Regions from separate parts of the Sus scrofa genome. Here region 2 is linked to region 1. Evidence: chromatin contacts called from public HiChIP or PLAC-seq data. All regions are on one chromosome and are shown on one strand. Each heading gives the region's core, a stretch centred on a gene start, on an enhancer-like site or on the middle of the called end of the contact. The rest is flanking DNA. Distances are from core to core; before and after follow the strand shown.

What was found. HiChIP or PLAC-seq counts read pairs in DNA pulled down with a chosen protein or histone mark.
Region 2: an H3K27ac HiChIP or PLAC-seq map of skeletal muscle shows a contact between it and region 1. The contact joins the promoter of TMEM44 here to the promoter of ATP13A3 in region 1. A contact is called at or near these places in 1 of 5 promoter capture datasets (fetal liver), 2 of 47 Hi-C or Micro-C datasets (embryonic fibroblasts and epiblast stem cells) and 1 of 2 datasets of contacts at active chromatin or transcription factors (skeletal muscle).

What each region holds. Positions count from the first base shown.
Region 1 is chr13:131,474,756-131,477,455 of Sscrofa11.1, reverse strand. ATP13A3 (probable cation-transporting ATPase 13A3) reads left to right here and starts at 1,351. Exons shown (of 34, transcript XM_021070069.1): 1 at 1,351-1,472; 2 at 2,257-2,300.
Region 2 is chr13:131,612,501-131,615,376 of Sscrofa11.1, reverse strand. TMEM44 (transmembrane protein 44) reads left to right here and starts at 1,597. Exons shown (of 10, transcript XM_021070073.1): 1 at 1,597-2,026. The coding sequence starts at 1,890.

The sequences.
Region 1 (2,700 bases), core at 102-2,601:
CGCGTACCAAAGGTGGTAGCTCCCCCCATTCACCCCAAGAAGTGTCTTTAAATGCTATGAACCAGAGCCTGAATGCTCCCTGCCCCTGGCGAAGCGTGCCCAAGTGCAGTGCACCAGAGGTCGTGGTCTCCTCCTTTCTTACGCTTGAGCAGCTAGGAATTCTGTTAGCCGTAAGGTGAACGACAAAAAAATGGCCCTGCTCCAAGGTCACGGGCAAGGGAGTCTCAGCGCCAAAAGATGGCGGGCGCGTCATCGAAGGGTCTCCGCGAAAACCAGACTCGCGATTTGTACATCCGGCCGGGGCCCTGCTCAGAGATAAATCTTCTGCGGAGGGAAGTATTTAATTTACATCCAGCGCTGTCGGAAGGAACTCCTTACCGCTAGAAGCGGTGGAATGGAAGCGTGGGAACTTTCTCTTGGGTACACTTACTAGTCCTCCGCCCGAGGCCTGGCGCGCGGAGCCGGTGGTTAAAAGAGAATTACAGCTTTTTGCTTGTTTTTTTTTTTTTTTTTTTTTTTTTTGGATTGGGGAGGGGACTACTAAGGAATGAAAGGGACCTGGATTGGGAGCCACAATCTGGCTTCCTCTCTAGCATTTTCGTACAAGGTTCCTCCGTGACCTTGACTCTGGGCAAGTTAGGTTAGGCCCCTCGCAGGGACTTAGTTTCCCTCTTCATAAAATGCGGACTTGGACTGTGAGCTGGTATTTGCACGGCCAGGTTGGTAAATTCCACCTCCTACCGCCAAAAAAAATGCCGTTCTCGCTTAGTAACACCCCGCACCCCAACCTCGAGCCCCCCTGTAGTGCCCTCCCTCCCCCTTTCTTTTCTCCTCCCGCCTGGGGGTGAGGGAGCTAAAGGGGAGGTGGTGGGCGTGGCCCGAATCTCGGCCCGCCCACCCACCGGTCCCGCCCCTCCTGACGTCCCCTTTGCGCCCCTCCGCCCTCGGCGTTGGATGAGGCAATCACGTGACCTCACATCCGGCGCGGGAGTCCCGAGCTCCCCGTGAGCGCTCCCCCGCCCGCCTGCGGGCTCTCCCGGCAGAGCGATCCAGGCGCCACAGCGGAGGGGAGGGGGGTTCGCTACGTCGCTGGCGGCGAGAGGCCGTTTGGGAGTGCAGACCGCCCCCCTCCCCTGCCTGCCTTCCCTTGCCGCCCGCCCTTGTTCTCGCCCTGCTCCGGCTGCACGCCGCAGCCGCGCGCGCGCCGAGGAAGAGAGCGCGGACGCCCCTGCGCCCCGGCTCGGCCCGGGCCCCGCCGCGGCGCCTCCCTCCCCTAACCCCGAGCCGCAGCGCGCGGCGGCGGCGGCGCCTCGAGCTCGAGCGACCCGCGGCCGCCGGCGCTGGCCGAGGGCGATGGGGCTGGGCTGAGGCGAGGCGGCGGCGGCGACAGCGGCGGGCCCTGGCCCCGGCCCCCGCGGCCCTTTGGCTGCTCCGGCCGGGAGGCCGCCGAGGAGACAGCGCCGCGGCGCCCGGTGAGTGGTCCCGGCTTCCCCGGGGCGCTGGAAGGCAGGGTGAACGGAGCGTGTAGCCGGTGGGTGGAGGTGATGGGGGAGGTTGGAGGAGGTGAATGGTATTGTCGGGGGTGGCGGGTACCAGGTGAGCTCTCGGTCGGCCTCCTCGGGCCGGAATTGGGCATCACTTCTCCTGGAAGGCGTGTGTGCGGAGGGGAGCGCTAAGACTGCGGAATGTCTGTCTGGGACAGGTGAGGCGAGAAGGAGGGCTCCACGTTGTGGGTGTGAAGGCCTGGTTGGGTCACGCCACTTGGGAAGAAGGCGAGTGTGTGTTGGGATTTGGGAGTGGGACGGTCGTCCAGCCCTTTTAGAAAGTTCAGGAGATGGTGAGGTCGAAGGTAAGGTATTAGAAGGGAGCTTGGATGGGTTTGTACGAGTGCTGACTGAGGAATCTTGAATTCGTCCTTAGCCACGGAGTAGTAGAGCTCCTTGCCAATTACCGCATTAAGCTAAGTGAGGCCCAGAGAGGAAAAGTGACTTATGACTTATCTAAGGCCTCTCACTTTGACTCTGTGATAGAACTAGAAAAACCCAAGGCCCTGTCTTCCATTACTTCATGGCCACTCTCTTTATACCCTTTCCTTCTCCCCACACCATGTGCACAGTGCGGTTCTGGTGGATGTGTGATCTCTTTGGGGTGGGGGGAGTGGTGCTGAGGGAATCTAATTGGGGGTTGACAGTAATTCAGAGCTTCTCCATTTGGAAAGATTTTGTGACAGGTGTTTATCATTACCTCTTCCCATAGATCTGACAGAAACATCCTTGGATCTTGGTGTCTGGACATAGGAGGTATGAATCACTCACATAATTAACTACTTTTAATCATCAGTGTTTTAGAGCTATATTTAGCGGTTATATTAGTACAAAACGAATGGGTATGGAGTGGTAAACCTAGAAACAGAAACCTGTGTTTCCTACACATGATCCCAAACTAAATGAGTAGAACATTTGTGTATGTAATGACTATTTTAGCTCTATGAGTCAGGAAGTTAGAATTTTTAAGAAATCTAACAAATGCTGGAAGGTTAAAGATCATTGCAGAATGAACACTGTTCTGAAGGCTTTGTTGCTAAATTGAAGGTATTCTGATTGGAGATTGTCTTTTGAAGGGCAGTTACTTAGTTAAAAGTGCTCTCTGCCCTTGGTTTGAATTCATCCTCTTTACCAAGTCACATGTGTTAATTTTGTT
Region 2 (2,876 bases), core at 348-2,847, 140 kb before region 1:
TAGAAACAATCCAAATGTTCATCAATTGATGAACAGGTAAGTAAAATGTGGTATACCCATACAAAGGATTTTTTTTAGTCATAAAAGGAAATGACATGCAGGAGTTCCCTGGTGGCTCAGCAGGTTAAGGATCCAGCATTGTTGGAGTTTCTGTCATGGCTTAGTGGTTAACTAATCCAACTAGGAACCATGAGGTTGCGGGTTCAATCCCTGGCCTCGTTCAGTGGGTTAAAGATCTGCTGTTGGCCATGAGCTGCGGTGTAGGTTGCAGAAGTGGCTCAGATCCCGAGTTGCTGCGGCTGTGACATAGGCTGTTGGCTACAGCTCCAATTAGACCCCTAGCATGGGAACCTCCATGCCGCGGCCCTAGAAAAGGCAAAAAAAAAAAGGATCCAGCATTGTCACTATTGGGGCTCTGGTCGCTGCTGTGGTGTGAGTTTGGTCCCTGGCCTGGGAACTTCTGCATGTCACGGGCACAGCCAAAAAAAAAAAAAAAAAAAAGAAGAAGAAGAAAAGAGAAAGAAATGACATGCTGCAACATGAATGAACCTTAAAAGCACTATGCTAAGTGAAAGAAGTCAAGAGTCAAGTCATAAAAAGGTCACCTTTTGGATGATTCCATTTATAAGGCATGTCCAGCATAAGCAATTCCATAGAGACAGAGGTAGATGTGTGGTTGTGTAAGACTGGGAGTGCTCGGAGAGTATCCATTAGTGAGCACGAGGTTTTTTAACAGGCAAAGAAAGTTTCCAAAACTAGACAGTGATGGTGGTTGCACAGCTGTGGATATACTGAAAACCACTGAACCTCACTCTCTAAAAGGGTGGATTTTGGAGCTCCTGCTGTGGCAGAACGAGTTAAGGATCCTGCTGTGGCATAGGTCCGCAGCTGTGGCTCAGATTTGATCCCTGGCCCATATGCCACAAGTGCAGCTAAACAAAAAGAGGGGCAGTGAATTTTACAGTATATGAATGAGATTTCAGTAAAGCTATTTTTTAATGAAAAAAATATATAAACGTGTCCTTTAAGAAAAGTTATTAAAATTAACAAGCAAAATTTTAAATTGAAATAATGGTTTGTTCTCAAGAAAAATAACGGTGTACTTGAATTGAGTGACAGTGTGCCTGGGTGGGAGGGACAGACCTCAAGGATCACGGCGTCTCCCTGGCTGCAGGACTACATCTCCAGAGCCCTGCTTGGGCAGCTGAATGGGGGCAGAGGGTGCAGCTATAGTCTCAAAAAAGCGGGTGAGAGAGGATGTAGGGGAGCGCATTTGATTCCTCCTTCCTGGCCTCCCAGCGCCCTCTTTGTCTTGTGGCATTTTAACCAGTGAACCAAGCCCCGCTCATCTGGGAATCCTCAGCGCCCAAGCTGCTCCCCGGGCGCGAGGTATTTATTGTTTGGCTCAGATCATGTAGTGGAATAATGAACGGGCACGGTGCCTCACAATGAGCGGGCAGGTCACTGTATTCCGCTCTGGCCGCTGGCTTTGGCGGTTGGTGACAGCGAAGGAGTCTAGGGCACTCGCAGGGCCTCTGTCCGGGGGGCGGGGCCGCAGCCTTTGTGCCGAGGCTGCTCCCAGATCCCGCCGCTAGGGGGCGGCCTCCCGCCCGCGGACCCCCGACAATAGCGCCAGGGGTAGGGAGCTGCGCGGGCCCGGAAACTTTTCCTTTCGTCTCCGCCGCCGCCGGCTCCCGGGACGGGAACTGGACACGCCCATCGCTAGCCCGCGGTCTGTGCGCTCGGCCTGGGGCCGCCACGGCAGAGCCGAACCAAAGAAGGGGGCGTGGGGTGGCAGCGCCGAGGACTGCGGGCGGCCGAGGAGGCTGCGCGCGGGTTCCTGGCCACGCGAAGGCGCGGGCACTGGGCGGGGTGGAGCCGAGCCAGCCATGGGGGAGGCGCCCAGCCCCGCGCCCGCGCTCTGGAACTGGGACTACCTGGACCGCTGCTTCGCCCGCCACCGCGTCTGCATCTCCTTCGGCCTGTGGATCTGCTCCTCCTCCTGCTGGATCGCCGCCCACGCGCTGTAATGGCAACCGGGACCGGGAGGCGCCGAGGAGGGGGCCGGGGAGGCCGCGGGGGTAGACTGGGGCGCTGCACCCTGCTAACTTGGAAACCTAGAGGGAAGGGGCCACATAGGGAGGATGCCGGAGGCAGCACAATTCCGGGATCAAAATGAACATTTTGCCGTAGACTGAAGTCAGATACTTCTTTCCTGAGTCCACGCACAGGGAAGCTGGGCTGGGAGCCAGCAGAAGGAGGCTGGGTGGTGCAGTGGACGGAGACTGGGTTCTATTGTCAGCTTTTCCTCCACTGACTGGCGGTGTGAGCTGGGCCAGCCGTAAAATCCCTGGGCCTCTTTTTCCTCATGCAAACGGGGATAGTAACTCACAGGACGGCTGAGAGGATTTAGTGAGTTAGTCCTGGTAAAGGTTTTAGTAAGTGCTCATTAGACAGCATTATTATAGCTCCAGCTCTGCCACCAACCCTTGGCAGAGGGCAAGGACCTCGGACAAGTTTCTCAATATTTCTGGCCTCAGTTTGTCCAAGGTTGTCTTAGCTGAGAAGGGGGTGCGACTATCTGACACTGGCCACAGACTTTGCCCTGGTCTGTCCAACACCTGCAGTGGTTTGGCCAGATGGTTATGGTAACTGAGCTTCTAAGGGTGAGGTCTGGCTAAGGATGGCCTCCAGGTCTTCTGCCACCCTGTCCAAGCTCCAGGGACAGTGCCACCCACGTATTCCCTGGCAGGGGAGGACTAGCCCTGGCTCACCTTGGGCATTAACTTACCTTTTGCCATACGCCTCAGTTTTTTCCTTTCAGATAGGAGCATTGAAATGAATTTTTTTTTGTCTGGCCGGTCAAGGAATGATTG